3 separate regions of the Gossypium hirsutum genome follow, and regions 2 and 3 are each linked to region 1. Evidence: chromatin contacts called from public Hi-C data. All regions are on one chromosome and are shown on one strand. The core of a region is the stretch at or near the end of the contact, and the rest is flanking DNA. Distances in the headings are between cores, read along the strand shown.

Region 1 (4,506 bases), core at 1,762-4,261:
GAAACATACAGAATCACGTATTTACTGTCCCAAAAGACTTTAAAAGAAGGTGCCATGGTTTTAGCCACATGGACTTCTACCTAATTTCATGTCGTGATCTGCCAATTAGGTTTACATATTACTGAAGGCATCACTATAAGTATTCATTGCTTCATATCATGCCATGGTCTTCAACCACATGGATTTGCACATCCTTATGTCATGATCTACCAATCCAGACTTATTCTTACTAGAGGTATTACCATAGGTGTTTTGACTACATCGTGATCTGCCAGTCCAATTAGTAATGTATTTGCCCTACAGGAGGCGTCACAATTGAATGTTTACTTTACTTACACATTTTTATACTTACCCAAATTCATTTTCATACATGTCTTACTTATTTTATTTTAAAAAAACTTATTTCTCCATACCTGATATTCATACGCGTTACCATTACCGAACACTTTATATATGAAAAGTGATTCACCAGCATCTAAGATGAACATGCAGTGACATTACTAGGCTTACCCTACTTGCCTATTATCTGTGGTGATCTTAACATTTGCATTTACTTTTTTAAATTAACTTACTTAAGTTAGGTTAGGGAATCACTTGATACTCACTTAAACTGTAGCTTGAACTTGAAACTCAAACACCCTTCTCGCACCAACAGTAACAACTGCTAAAAGAACATAAATTCACCATTAATACCCATTTACACACAAATTGTTAACATCTCAATCATAGACATCCCCCATGCATGGATTTGTATTCATAACCTATTATTCATAAGCTTTTAACAACCTTATTCTTTCAACAACTTAACATGCAGAGCTATTTGACTTACTAGGAGGTGAAACGTCCACTGGTTAACTCAAAAGCCTTAGCTCCATATTAATGAGGAAGAAGAGAACATACAAGTTTAAGAAGAAGAACCAGAGAATACAAATTTGAAGGAAAAAATGATTTTAGATAAGTTAGGAGACTTGTTTAAGGCCAAGCTATCTTGGCTCGATAGTCTGCTATAATTAGTTTGATGAATGCCCAACAAAAGCTAGGTACTCCAAGAAAAAACCATATGATAACTCTTATGGGTTACTTTACTAAGGTCATGAACAATGTGGCCAATTTGGACCAGAACACTCAAATTGAGATAGTTTTCAAGAGTTTGTCCAAAGACTTTACTGGTTTCCAAGCTGCACATAACCTTGGCAACAAAAACTTGACGCTTACACAACTTATGAAGAAGTTACAATCCTATGAGTTGATGTTGAATGGCGGTCAATTGGTCTGAAAATTAGAAGCAAATATAGTTGCCGCTTTATGGTAAAAGCCTGTTTAGTGGAGGATTCAATAAACCACTAGGTCATTTATTCGAGAGCTACCAATTTTGTTTGTGTTTCTCTAAAGGAACCTAGTTGTGAGGTTTTTCAAGTTTGTCTTTTCTCTTTGCCGAGTTGTTTTAAAACTTTAGTCATTTGGTTTTCTTTATTTTTGTCAAACAAAGATGTCTATATCTTTGCATATTCCTTGTTACACAAGCAACACTGAAAGAAGGGCAGTTGTAGACACCTAATTTGCCTAGGATCTACGATCTTGATTTGAGATTCGAAATAATTAGAGGGCTGCAAGTTTCTTTTTCCTAAGCATAGTTATTTTTCTTTTAAATTTATGTTAATATTAATTTAATTTTGAAATTGGAATTGAATTTTTTAAAATTTACTAAGGACCGTATTGAATTCCTCTCACAAATTCTAAAGGTTTTTAATTAAAATAAGTTATTTTTTTATTTAATTTTAAAATTTTAAATCATTTTTAACTTAATTTAATTTTTGAATTTTTGGCATAAAAGGGTAGATATTTGGATATCCACATTTCGATTCTTGTTTTTGGAAAAGGGAAAATTAGACAAAAAAAAGTTAAATAAAAAATTTCTATTTCAGGTAATTATTTTTATAAAATAAAATAATATTGAAATTTGGTTTTTCTTTGAAAGTCCAATACTAAGGCCCACCTTTTGGTATTTACTAAAACTTAAGTTAGGTCCAATTCAAGTTAAGTTTAAAGTCCAAGTCTAGTCTGAAGCCCAAATTCATTTTAAAGTCCAAGTCCAACTCAAGCCCAATTTAAATATTTTCAAGCACAAGTTGTTTAGGTCCTTTTTGAAGTCCGGAATTGAGTCTTGACCCAAGTTAAGTCCAAGCCCGAAAGCCCATTTCTGTATCCAATTTTCGGGTTAGGGTTTTTAAAACCCTTTTTCTTTTTTTTTTTCTAACACGAGTCTGAATACAAAGAAAAAGTTGGTAACCAATTACAGTTGACAATAAACAGCATATGAAACGATTTTGTGATTAATGATAATTTGGAAAAAAGTATAACGATGAATCTGCAAACAATAAAAAACAGAATCCTAAATAAATAAGAAAATCAAGATACAAGAAAAAAGGGAAAGGGTTTTCCAAAGACAGTCTTCACGTTTTTTTTTTTGCTCTTTTGATACATGAATAAAAGATTTTTCTTTCCTTCTCAATTTTTGAAGAAGAAAAAAGGTGAAGGGTGGTTCCAAGGAGGCGACATCCTGAGTTTCAAAACTCTAGCCATGAGGAACAACCACCCTTACCAGATCCACAAAATAAAAGGTGTGAATTTTCAGACCTAAAATAACGAAAAGTGAAGAAAAAATTTATTTTTGAAACAGTTTTGAAAAAAGAAGAAATTTTTGGTTATTTGTTCCTTTTGATTTTTTTTTCTTTAAAGTTTGTTAGAAAGAAAAAGAAATCTTTTTCTCTGCAGTTTTCAGCCACCGCGTGTGGTGCTCTGACGTTGGAAATCAAAGATCCTTGGGTTCTTCAATAGTAGAGCCATAAAACAAATTTAAACAAAGCTGAGAGAAAAAACAAAGAGTGTTATTTGAAAATTGAAAGAAAAAAATAACAAAGTACATTTGAGTTTCAGGAATAAATAGTAGTGGGAAAGAGAAATTTGCAACCCAGTCCTCCGTGTTTTTAAATTATATTTTAGGCCTTTCGCCTTTATAAATTGCACAGGAGGTCCCCCGTGCTTATGTTTTTATTTCTTGGGACCTGCGCCTTGCACAATTGTAGGATTAGTCTTTGGATTTTTAATTTTATTCAAACCAAGAAAATTTCCAGTCAAGTCCCTCTTTTACATTTTTTAATTTTTAAAATTAAACCTTTTTATTTCTAATATTTTTTGAATTTATTTTTGCTTTTTATTTAATCTGATTTTTAAATTTCTAGAATTTTCTTTTTAAAAGGAATGATTGTTTGGTAAATAATAAAATTTGATTCTCTTTATTTGGAATATTTAAATTTATTTTAATTGAATATTTTTATTATGTATTTTAGTTGAATAATTGTGATCATTAGTGCATTAATTTTATTTTGGCATAATCTTTTCTTTTCTTTTTTTTTGCTATTTTCTTGTTATCATTTTGTGCTTCTGTTTACTGTTCTTATTACTTTTTGAAAATATTCTAAGAATTTTAGTAATTTTTTTAATGAAATTCTTATTTTAAAATTTAGATTTATTTATTTTAGATTTAATTCATTTAGAATTTTAGATTAATATTTATAAGTTGTTGTTCATTCGTTCCATGTATTGTTATAACAATTTTGTTTCTATGCTTGGGCCATTGTTTTGGGCCCCATACATGTTTTGATTAGACTGAGTGTGATCCATTTGATTATGGTATGTTTGACAAAATAGTAGCATGGGTCGACTAAGAGGCTTTAGTCTCTCAATTAATTTTCTTGAAGTGATTTGATCAGCATGGTAGTCTTTTTTTTTTATGCTTAAGGTGCTAATTTTTAGGGATAACTATTAGCTTTACTCAAGGAGCTTCCCAATCACTTATCAATTGTTTTAAAGGAAAATATTTTTCTATTTCCCAAGCTTATAAAACGACGTAGTCTTTTGAGAATGATCAAGTTTTAAGAGTTTATTTCTATTGAAGCTGTGTTGAACTTGTGTTTCATTCAACTTGTTTGTTTATTTTCTTGTTCGATTGTTTGCTTAGCTGACTAAGGTGGATGTAACACTTAGCTCAAGCACTGCTGAGTGACCATTTTGGGTTGTAGGATTGTTAATTCTTTATCGGGGTTGCATAGACATTCTTGGTGAAGAAGTTGTGAGCTTTAACTGATAGGGAAGAAGTGTATTCTTGTTTCATTTGGTAATTGAACAAAAGATCTAAGGGAGGCTTCACAAACATAAGGTTAATTGTGTTCTTTTACACTCTTATTTTTCTTTAGCTCTATTATTTTCATTCTAACTATCATTACAACAAAAAAATTGCAAAATTGTCTTATCATATCTATAGTCTAATTATTTTTCAATATCCTTAGATTTAATTTAAGTTTGGTAAAAAATTTAGATCTTCTCTAGATTTATTTAACTTTAGATTTTAGATGTTTAGGTTCAATTACATCCTATTTTAGAGTTTTTGAATTTTGAAATTCTCATATTTTAAATTTAGAGTTGGATTTGTTTCATTTTTAGCTC
Region 2 (5,007 bases), core at 360-2,859, 560 kb before region 1:
ATTTTTAAATTTTTTAATTTTAAAATTTCATTCCTCAACAAATTATGATTGTTAAATTTATTAAGTTTTGTTACTTCTAAAATCTGATGGGTCAAACATATTATCATATGTATCATATCATGTTAGTTTATTATCTTCACATATTACTCACTAAAAAAATTAATGGACTAACAATTGTCATTTAAGTTAAAATTGAAATTTTAAAATTCACTAAGTACAGGGACTTAAAATGGTCCAATTGTAGAATATGGATAAAATCTACAACTAGTAATTTTAGTTTAACCAAACAAAATTAATTGTTACTGTTTAGGGTAGGATTAAAATTTTAAAAATTGAAAAGTACATAAACTAAAATTGACCAATTAAAAAATAAAAGAACTAAAATTGATCAAATTATAGTATATTGACTAAATTTATAATTTTTACAAAGTACATCAAGACCATACCACCCGAAATATGGGCCTTAACACCATACAGGTTTAATTTATTTAAGTGTTATATGCAGACCTAAAATGGGCTTTGAGAAGAAAGGCTATTGAAATCCAAAATTCCAAAGCAGGGCTGAGGAGAATCCCTGACTGATTGACAGAAAGGGTCAGAAAATGAATCCTTCACTGCAAAGGGTTTCAGAATTTTTGTTTTTGAAAAAAGAAGACAGCAGCAGTCAAGTCAAGCATCTTTGCTTAGTGATTCCCTTAATGAAAAGGACAAGTCTCACTGCCGTGCATTTCCTTTCTTAGAAATCACCAAGCTTTTATAGGCCAAAACTCATACCCCTTTTTCTTTTTCCTTCATCTTTTTTATCAGCCAATGATTATGATGGAAAACCAGAAAGGGGGATTGCTATTACTATGTCTTTCAGGCAATTTGGCCTAAACTCAACCAAATGCAATACCTGAAATTTGCTCCAATTTGATTCTTAACACATTTTCAATCAAAAGATAGATAGAATAAAGAGACGCTGATATTTATAATCTTTTTATCTTTAGTTTCAGCTCATTAGAAAGCAAATTACATGATAGGTGTAAGGAATGCATTCCCAGCAGCATTTTTATCTTCAAAACTATCCAAACCCCAAAACCAAACCCATAATTTGAGTACAAACCTTATACAAAAGCTAGCTACCTCGTATGCATCTCTTACATCCCACGTTCAAATAAGGGAAAATAAGAAAAAGAAACGTACATAACTCGAGATTAAACAAAGCAGAAACAAAAAATAAAGGTTATGTTCTAAGATTAGAGTCAAGTAAAATCGGACCGCTACCCTCAATTCCCCGCAATGCAACGATGGTGCTAGCCAGCACAATTGCAAAGCCTTGTTTGTTTCTTTTGCCATTCTCTGTCACCCGTATTTAAAAACCAAGCAGTCATGCCACCGGCACCAGCTCCTACCGCCATTTCCCTTATGTTCCCAGCAGATATCAGCAACTCCTTGAGTGCTTCCGGCAGTCATCTTTTAGAATCAATTGCTATGGAAAGAAAAATATATGTAGCGAAAGTTTGTGCTGAAAAAGCAAATATGGCAAAGTAGCTTAGTAAGGAAAAGAGTGTGTGGATATATGCATAGGGGGACAAGGTGGGTCGTATATAAAGGCGAGATAAAAGCTTTTAGCTTTTTTTTTTTTTCTTTGCCTTGAATGTTCTGTGGTAGATTAGTTACCTTAACATCATTATGAGGGCCACGGTAAAATTTTACGCTTTATACTTAATAGTTAAGAGGAGAAAAAACGTGTGACATCATATTTAACAAAAAAGGAAAGAAAATTTTAAATAATTATGACTGTTATAATAAAATATATTATATTTTTAAGGGGAGGATTTTGATTTGAATATTAAAAATATTGTTTGAAGAGACCACACAAACTCTTAAAAGATCTATCTTTGTGGATTGTAAAATAAATTTGGAAGATACTTTAATTTCATAATTTTTTTAAAATTGCTTTGTAATTTTTACGGGAATTGTAGTGTTGTATGGAGTGGGTGGTTATTTAAAAAAATTAGAAGTTTTTTTAGGAGGAAGTTTTCTTAAATAAATGTTTGAGATTAAAAAAATTAAATATTATATAAAAACATTCAAAAGAATACACACGTCTAATAATATATTTAGTTATTTTAAATTTTAAATTTTTTAATTTTTTGTTAGATTGAATTAATGTCATTTGGCTTGTGATTTCAAATTTTAATTAAGAGTTTTATAATAGTATAGATAAATATAGATAAAAATAATTAAATAACAAAATATGATATTATTAAAAAGATAATTAATTAATATATCATGCAGTTTTTTAGACTTAATAAATAGATTAATAATGTAATAAGTGTCACATTTGTTTATATATATATTATTACACCTTAAAATTAAGATTTTACATTTATTAATATACTAATATATCTATACACCAACAATATCAGTTATTTACTATTAGTATTTATTTTAGAAACAATGCACAGAATTTAACTTTTTAACAATGAGCAATATACAGTGAATTATCAATGTATAAATTCATATAATAAATATAATTATTTAATAAAAATGAAAAGGTATAATAATTTGGTTAAAGAGAATGTTGAAATAGTCCTTCCAAGCTAGGGTTAAGGGCATGTTTGTGGGGAATGCAAATAACTCCACTATCTCGAATTCCAAGGCTCTCGGAGTTTTCATATTATTCTCTCATGGACGAGAGAGAAAGTGAGCAGTGATGGGGTTTGTTTGTCTGTGTATGTGAAGTTGGCATTGTTGGCTGCTATTTTATTGAATCGATATTTATATTATAAGTCACACTCAGCTCAAGATTTAAGTCCTAATGGCAAACTTTTTAGTTTTATTACCCTATTATTGAGATTGAGAGTTGGGTATTTGTAGTCTCCACGGCCAGTCATCGCCTGGATTGCTGTGCAGATGTGTATTGGAATCCCACGACCCACCATTGGGTAAAAACACCAACACCAACAACAACTTCGAATATATTTATAATTTGTTTAAAAGCTTGTTTGGATAATGAAATAAAATATAATCGGATGGATCAATCGAGGTTATTAAATTAAAAAGGTAAACTATACAATTAATCATTAAATTATAGATAAATTTTCGTTTTGGTCGCTTAATTAAAAAAGTTACAATTTGATTATTGAATAATTCGAAACTTTTCATTTAAATCACTGAACTGTTTAAAAGTTTTTATTTAAGCCACTAGGTTATTATTTTTTTTTCAAAATGTTTCATCAACAAGCTCCAAGTGATGATTCGATAATCGATTTGGTGAATTAGTACCCATCGACGAGTAGAAGAACATACCTTAGATCCAAGTCGATTTGACGGCCAATGTCAGAGATCAGAGAAAAAAGTTGTTTGGATTTTGATTTACAGATTTGTGACGTCTAGAACTGTTTCATGAAAAAAAAACTAAATTGTAAAAGAGAAGGGGAAATAGAGCTTTCAATTGATGGATGCAGTGCAAATAGAAAAAAACCATATAGCATCGATTTTAACAATTTAATGACTTAAATGGAAACTTTTGAATAATTTAGTGACCAAATTATAACTTTTTTTAGTTAAGTGGTCAAAACGAAAATTTACCCATAGTTTAAAGACTAATGGTCTAGTTTACGTAATTAAAAAGTAGTGGTTTGTATGGTACGAAACAAATATATATAACTAGTTTTTTTTATCTCGTGTGATGTACGAGGTTAAGTTGTATATATCAAATTTTAATATTTTATATTTATTTGATAAAAAATTGTTACAAAAATCGTAACATTTCAATAATACTATGTTTGAGAAATTAAAAACAAAATAATATAAATGTTTAATTTTTTTTGAAGGAAAACTGGGCTCGTGAATTCACAAACCAAACAAAAGGTAAAAAACCAACACCACCAAAAGTCCAAAAAGAAACGGTCCAAAGAAATCGCCTAAAGAACCTAACAAACAACCCAGATAAAACCTAACAAACAACCCAAAAATAAGCCTAATACGGAACAACTCAAAAACGACAGGAAATAAAACAGGAACAAATGAACGCTAAGCTGCTCTTCATAATCTGCTAGTTGCCAGCAAAAAAGGCACCTGAAACACCACTAAACAAAAGAAATCCAGTAGCAACTAAAAAGAAAACAATCACCAAAAAACCTTAAAAAGAACCAAATCCAAGTAGACCTCCTGACAGACATAGAAATAATGCATTTGTTCAATACCCTTTAGCTTACCCCCAATCTTCTCATACCCCAAAGTCCGACGATCACTTTCTACAGCAAGAAGCACAAAATCAAGCACTCTTTCATGCAGGTAAGTAGTACTCGACCCTCTCAAACCCTCTCTAGCCAACAAATAAGAAATTATGTTCCCAGTACGAAGCAAAAGCGTAAAAGAGCAGCGACGAAAAAAACCAGCCTTCTCCTTAATATTCCGAATAGGGCTGAGTTATCACGCAGATAAGAAAGAACCTTCTGAATCATAGTCAAGGAATTGCCTTCAATAATTACATCGCGAAAGCCTAGATCTAGACCTAAGGTGACAGCTTGGAGGCATGCAAGGGCCTCCGCCGCAAAAAGTGAAGGTATGTGCATGTTCATTTCAATTTTCGAACTAAGTACAATCCCCTAATTATCTCTAATGACTGTCCCTGCACAGGATGTCCTTGAATGAACATGCTACACCACGTCAAAATTGATTTTCAGGCAGCAGTCCTCTGGAGGCCTCTAACGCTCAACCTCAATCAGGTGACCAGGTAATTTCTCTTGTACTGCATCCAATTCCAGTACATAAGACTCGACCTTGCATATTAGAACTTGACTCTGTATAATAAAATTATCGTGAACTCTGCGATTCCTCGCATGCTAAAGAAACTAGAGAACACACACAACCTTCCTAGAAATGTCAGTAGGGTACACTTGCAGAATATTAAATAACTAGTCTTGGAAGCAAGCATCCGCTAATTCACTAGGCCATGTGATGTGTAGGTCAGTCCAAATACCACTTACGGATGGGTGGTCATAAAAGATATGT
Region 3 (4,953 bases), core at 2,088-4,587, 850 kb after region 1:
AAAATTAGAAAGCTTAAGGGGCAAGGGAACATACATTGAATACCTAAATTTGGTGGCCCCCACAATGTAGTGGCTAAATTCAATCCACTCATCAATTTTTTTATTCAATGTTGTCTTCTAACACTAACAAACTGCAATTTTCATTTTAAAAAATTTGGAAGTCCCCAAAGCCATAGCAACTGAAGGGGGTGGGTGGGTGGGTGTAGTCCCCTACAGGTACAGGAGTCATGTTTGAACCAAAAAAAAAAAAGAGTCCTTTTCATCATTTAATATGTGAACCATGGATACCCAACATCTCACATGCCATGCATCTACTCACATTAATCCTACATGTGAATATAATTACCAATTTTGGGATTCAAATAGTTTAAGCTGAATCACATCACATGAGTCAAAGAAACTTCCTATGTAAAAAGCTAGTCTTTAGCTATAATAATTTCATTAAAAGCTCTATTTTCTATGGAAAATGTAACTGTTGAGTTTTTTAAAGAGTGGTTATGTAAAATTAAAATTAAAGAGTTTGTATGTTTTATATGGACATCATATTACCCATAAATAATAAATAATATATTAAAATATGTCATAAGTCTTTGTATTATATTAAAAATCTAATTACTAGTCATGTACTCTTTGCATTATTATATGTTTAGTCCATATTCTTTAACTGAATCATTTTAAGTTGCTATACTTTTTTAAAATTTAAAATTTCATTCCTGATGTACATGATAGTCAACAATTCATTAACTGAATTTTTAGTAATTAATAACTGAAAATAACAAACTAACATAGTATTACATATATGATAATGTATTTTCCATATTCTAATTTTGAAAATAACAAAATTTAATGATTTAATAATTATCGTCTAGTGAGAATTAAAATTTAAAATTTTAAAAATATAATAATTAAAAATATCAAATTAAAATACATAAAGTTGACCTAATTAAAAAATGGGAAATAAGACCCCTTAATTGACCTAGTGGCTAAGGGTTATTCTCCAATAAAACCCACTTGAATTTAAACCTCCAAGAAGTAGTAGTAAACATTTATTTGAGCAGCTCCTATACATATGTAATAGGAGTATATCTCTATCATTAAATGCATGAGTAAAAACCCTTTAAATATATAGGTAAAAGTTGTTTTACCTACTTTATTGCAAAGGAATTGGATTCTGTTTATTTGTTTCCCTTCACTATCCACTTGTCCTTTCACCTTAAAATAATATCCAAAACCATTCATCTTTCTTTCAAGAAGTTTCCTTGGTAGTTTGCTGACAATATCTAGTAGTTGATGTAAAAATGATAATAAATATAAAGTTTCCCACAATATGATAACTTCACACAAAGACATGGATGGTTTAAATTTTAATACAAATTATTAAAATGTTAAATTTTACTTCATTATTTATTCACATTTAAACTTATCATAAATAAATGTTTAAATATATTTTCTATCAAATATAATTATTAAAAATAATTATATCTAACCACATCAATACCTATATCATCTTAAATCTTAACACTGTAAAAAAAAAATATTGACCAATTATATCTAATCACGTCAATACCTATATGTTATTTTTTTGATTTTATAATTTTATAGTAATATTTATATTAATATTAATTAAAAATAATTATATTAATATTAAAAAAATTCTAATTTTAAATATTTTTTTAATATTTGATTGCTTTTATGGATACAAATAATGCAAAATTCAATAATATTCAAAGTTAAATAATATTTTAATTACTATTCAGAGCAGATTCAAAGTGGATAGGAACTATCAGTATTCATTATCTGAATGCAACTTTATATTTTATGAATAACAAAACGATATCATAATTTGTTTTATTTAAAAAAATATTTTTGAATTACTTTTTTATATACTAAATTCATTTTTACTAAACTTAATTATTTTTCAAATAATGTTATTTAAAATATATTTAATTTAAATTTAAAATGGATAATAAATACTAAAAATTCTATTACATATGTATGTGTCACGGGGTTAGAACTTTAGTTTGGCAAACCGCGCGACCTTAGGTAATTTCCTACTCTTGTCACAAGAAAAATAACGTACACTAGGTGTTTGAGTAAATTCTCTAAAAAATATTTTATTATGAGTGATTACAAATGAAGGAGAAGACTTTTATTTATAGTTGAACTCTCTCAAATCTAATGGTACAAATTGAGTTACATCAACGATCGAGATTAGAGCCCATCTACAAGATGAGAGTCTTAAGGGATTTAAGTTCTATACATCTTTATCCCTTATGATTTACAATAGTAACTCTAATTTTACTAGAGTGTTTCACTGGTCACCAATGCTTCAAGTAGATGAGTTTCTCCATATGTACCATGAGTCAAACCAATTCAAGCAGGTCAAATGAGCCCGTTTGAATTAGTTGACATCCATGGGATGCTCTTTGACCTCCATGGGTTTCTCTATATGTACTATTACTAGAGTGTTTCGCATACAATATATAATGAAACATATGATTTGAAACTAACTAATCATAATAACGAATAAAATATGCATGATATTAAAATAAATAAATAAGATTAAATTATAAGTAATACGAAATTTAAACACAAATACATCATATTAATAATATTAAATACATAACAATTTTGTTATCATGATGTTGTATAAAGCTGAAGGAGATAACAAATGATGCATGTTAACATAATAATGAATAAAACATGTTAAAATGAAACTTTAGTTGAGTGATCTAATTAGTATGAGTTCAAAACGTACACATTGTATGTTTTTATTATTATTTTTAAAAAAAATACTCTCAAATAAAAAATTTTAATTTTGTAATAAATAATTATATTTTAAAATGCATATTAAAATTTACCATTCCTAACCATACTCATAATTTAAAAATTAAAAGAAAAAGGAAATATAAAGGCAGGGTAATCCCTAAGGCGGAGGAGCATAAAAAAGTATACTATGGCGGATAAGGCGGTGGGTTGTCAAATCATTGTCCGGCCAAAGGAATCTCCCTCTCACTCACACGCATGCTCACTTGTATTATAATTACTGTATTTTTTTCACACACAAATTATTTAGTCCTATCCCTCTAATTATGACTTTCAACACTTTGACCCCAACTCCTCACATTTCTCCACGTGTAGCTCATGCCGGCTTTCCATAAAATAATTATAAAATCCTGATTGTAACTTATGTGTTGCCGTTTTGGATGTGAATAGTGAGAGGCAAGGCAAGGGTATATAATAAGTTAGTTGGGAAATGAGGAAAGGCCTGCTTGTGCTTGGTTGAGTTGAGTGAGACTTTTTGTGTAGGGTCGTATTAGAAAGAGACTTCTGCTTACTTAACCTCCTCTTCCCTTCCTTTCCTTATCTTCTTCTTCCTTTTTCAGAATTCATGGGGAATTGCCAAGCCATCGATGCGGCGGCCTTGGTCATTCAGCATCCCTCCGGGAGGCTTGAGAGGTTATATTGGCCCATTCCCGTCAGTGAAGTTATGAGAATGAATCCCGGTCATTACGTTTCTCTCATCATTCCCTTGCCTGTTTCCCAAGAGGAGGAAGCCAACCATCATCAAGATCGAGATACGGTGCGTTTCACCCGTGTTAAGCTCCTCCGCCCCACCGATACTCTTTCCCTTGGCCACGCTTATCGCCTTATCACTTCTCAAGGTCTTCTTCACTTTCTTTATTTGCAAGATTGTCTTTCTTTTATATTGATTTCTCAACTCTCTCTTGTTTCCTGTCCCTGCAGAGGTCATGAAGTTCATGAGAGCCAAGAAATATGCAAAAACCAAAAGGGAATCCATGAAAAAATTGCAGCACCATGGACAAGACAACCTAACTTCAGGAGGAAAGTTTGACGCACACATCACCAACCAAGTATGGCTCTCACTTATCTTTCATATATGTTCTCTTCCCAGCTAAGCAATCTGTGAATATGGGTCCTCAAACACCAGTTACTCGCCATGGGAACTATAAGCAAATTATGATAATCATATTGGAAGGATATCATAAATTGATTGTTAAAGTTTCCATCTGCATTAAGATTAGATATAAACTAAACCAGTTTGGAAAACATTTCATGTTTCATTTGAATCTTTCTTTCTCATTCAATCCTAAAAACTTAAGCGCTTATGTTCTAAACTTTCCAGGAACTAAAGAATGAAAGACAAATCTCACGGACATCATCTGTGAACGCTGCTTCAATGAGGTCAAAATCATGGCGGCCATCATTACAGAGCATCTCTGAGGCTGTAGGCTAATAGTTTTGTTTTCAAGTTTCTTTTCTTAAGTGCAGATTGGTTTTAGGAATGGCAATGAACTGCCTCTTTTGTTCAATGAAACCCGAAATTAGGGAAAATGGAAATTCACCAATCGAATGAAGGTGATAACCAAAGATTTCAACTTGCAATCAAAGCTCCCAAATTGAAATCTGTTTCAAGAAAAATAAACATATGTATAGCTTCTCAGTTCAGAGGAACATTGGATCCTAAATTGTATTACAAGTAGTATTCTTATATGAAATTAGGATTTTCAGTCTTTCACTCACTGCTTTCATACAAATCCCAAACTTGATCACTTTCAAAAAGTACAACACAATGCTATGTTGATCAAACTCTTTATTTTATGGACACGAGAATATGACTTTCAAGATCCTCCAATTGTATAAAAAAACTTTAGAAAAGTTTAATCATATCCGTGTCTGATACACATCTATATCTAACACTCATATCTGAGTTTGAGTAAATATTTGACTCCAAGTAACATAGGTACAATCTGATGATAATGGAAAATAATGTTATGAATGTGATGATAATGGAAAAATATGTTATGAAACATGTGGAGGAAATCATTTGGGAGAGTTTGAGTTCCAAACCTCCCAATCATGATCAAGGTGGTTTTGGGCCCATAACAAGGATGCCCGAGCAGCAACAGGTGCTCCAGGTAATTTCTTCTC

Evidence for each region. Hi-C and Micro-C count contacts between places; a contact is called where the count stands out from the background.
Region 2: a contact with region 1 is called in a Hi-C map of leaf, with 2.5 times the contacts expected there. The contact joins two enhancer-like sites. A contact is called at or near these places in 2 of 34 Hi-C or Micro-C datasets (both in leaf).
Region 3: a Hi-C map of leaf shows a contact between it and region 1, with 5 times the contacts expected there. The contact joins the promoter of LOC107959974 here to the enhancer-like site in region 1. A contact is called at or near these places in 3 of 34 Hi-C or Micro-C datasets (hypocotyl and leaf).

What each region holds. Positions count from the first base shown.
Region 1 is chrA05:75,662,991-75,667,496 of Gossypium_hirsutum_v2.1, reverse strand. No RefSeq gene overlaps it. Among protein-coding and RNA genes, the nearest start is that of LOC121229884, 94 kb to the right of the region's middle. Within about 2 kb of position 3,011, at least 8 of the 9 cell types and tissues checked have an H3K27ac peak or open chromatin away from gene starts, as enhancers often do. A contact at or near this core is called in leaf, where this site is marked.
Region 2 is chrA05:76,220,008-76,225,014 of Gossypium_hirsutum_v2.1, reverse strand. No RefSeq gene overlaps it. Among protein-coding and RNA genes, the nearest start is that of LOC107959984, 16 kb to the left of the region's middle. Within about 2 kb of position 1,609, at least 8 of the 9 cell types and tissues checked have an H3K27ac peak or open chromatin away from gene starts, as enhancers often do. A contact at or near this core is called in leaf, where this site is marked.
Region 3 is chrA05:74,817,641-74,822,593 of Gossypium_hirsutum_v2.1, reverse strand. It overlaps LOC107959974, which reads left to right and starts at 3,337. Exons shown (of 3, transcript XM_016896165.2): 1 at 3,337-3,665; 2 at 3,748-3,875; 3 at 4,148-4,540. The coding sequence starts at 3,392. The coding sequence ends at 4,258. LOC107959973 (protein PLASTID REDOX INSENSITIVE 2, chloroplastic) reads right to left here. Exons shown (of 4, transcript XM_016896163.2): 3 at 4,873-4,953; 4 at 2,089-3,741. The coding sequence ends at 3,718.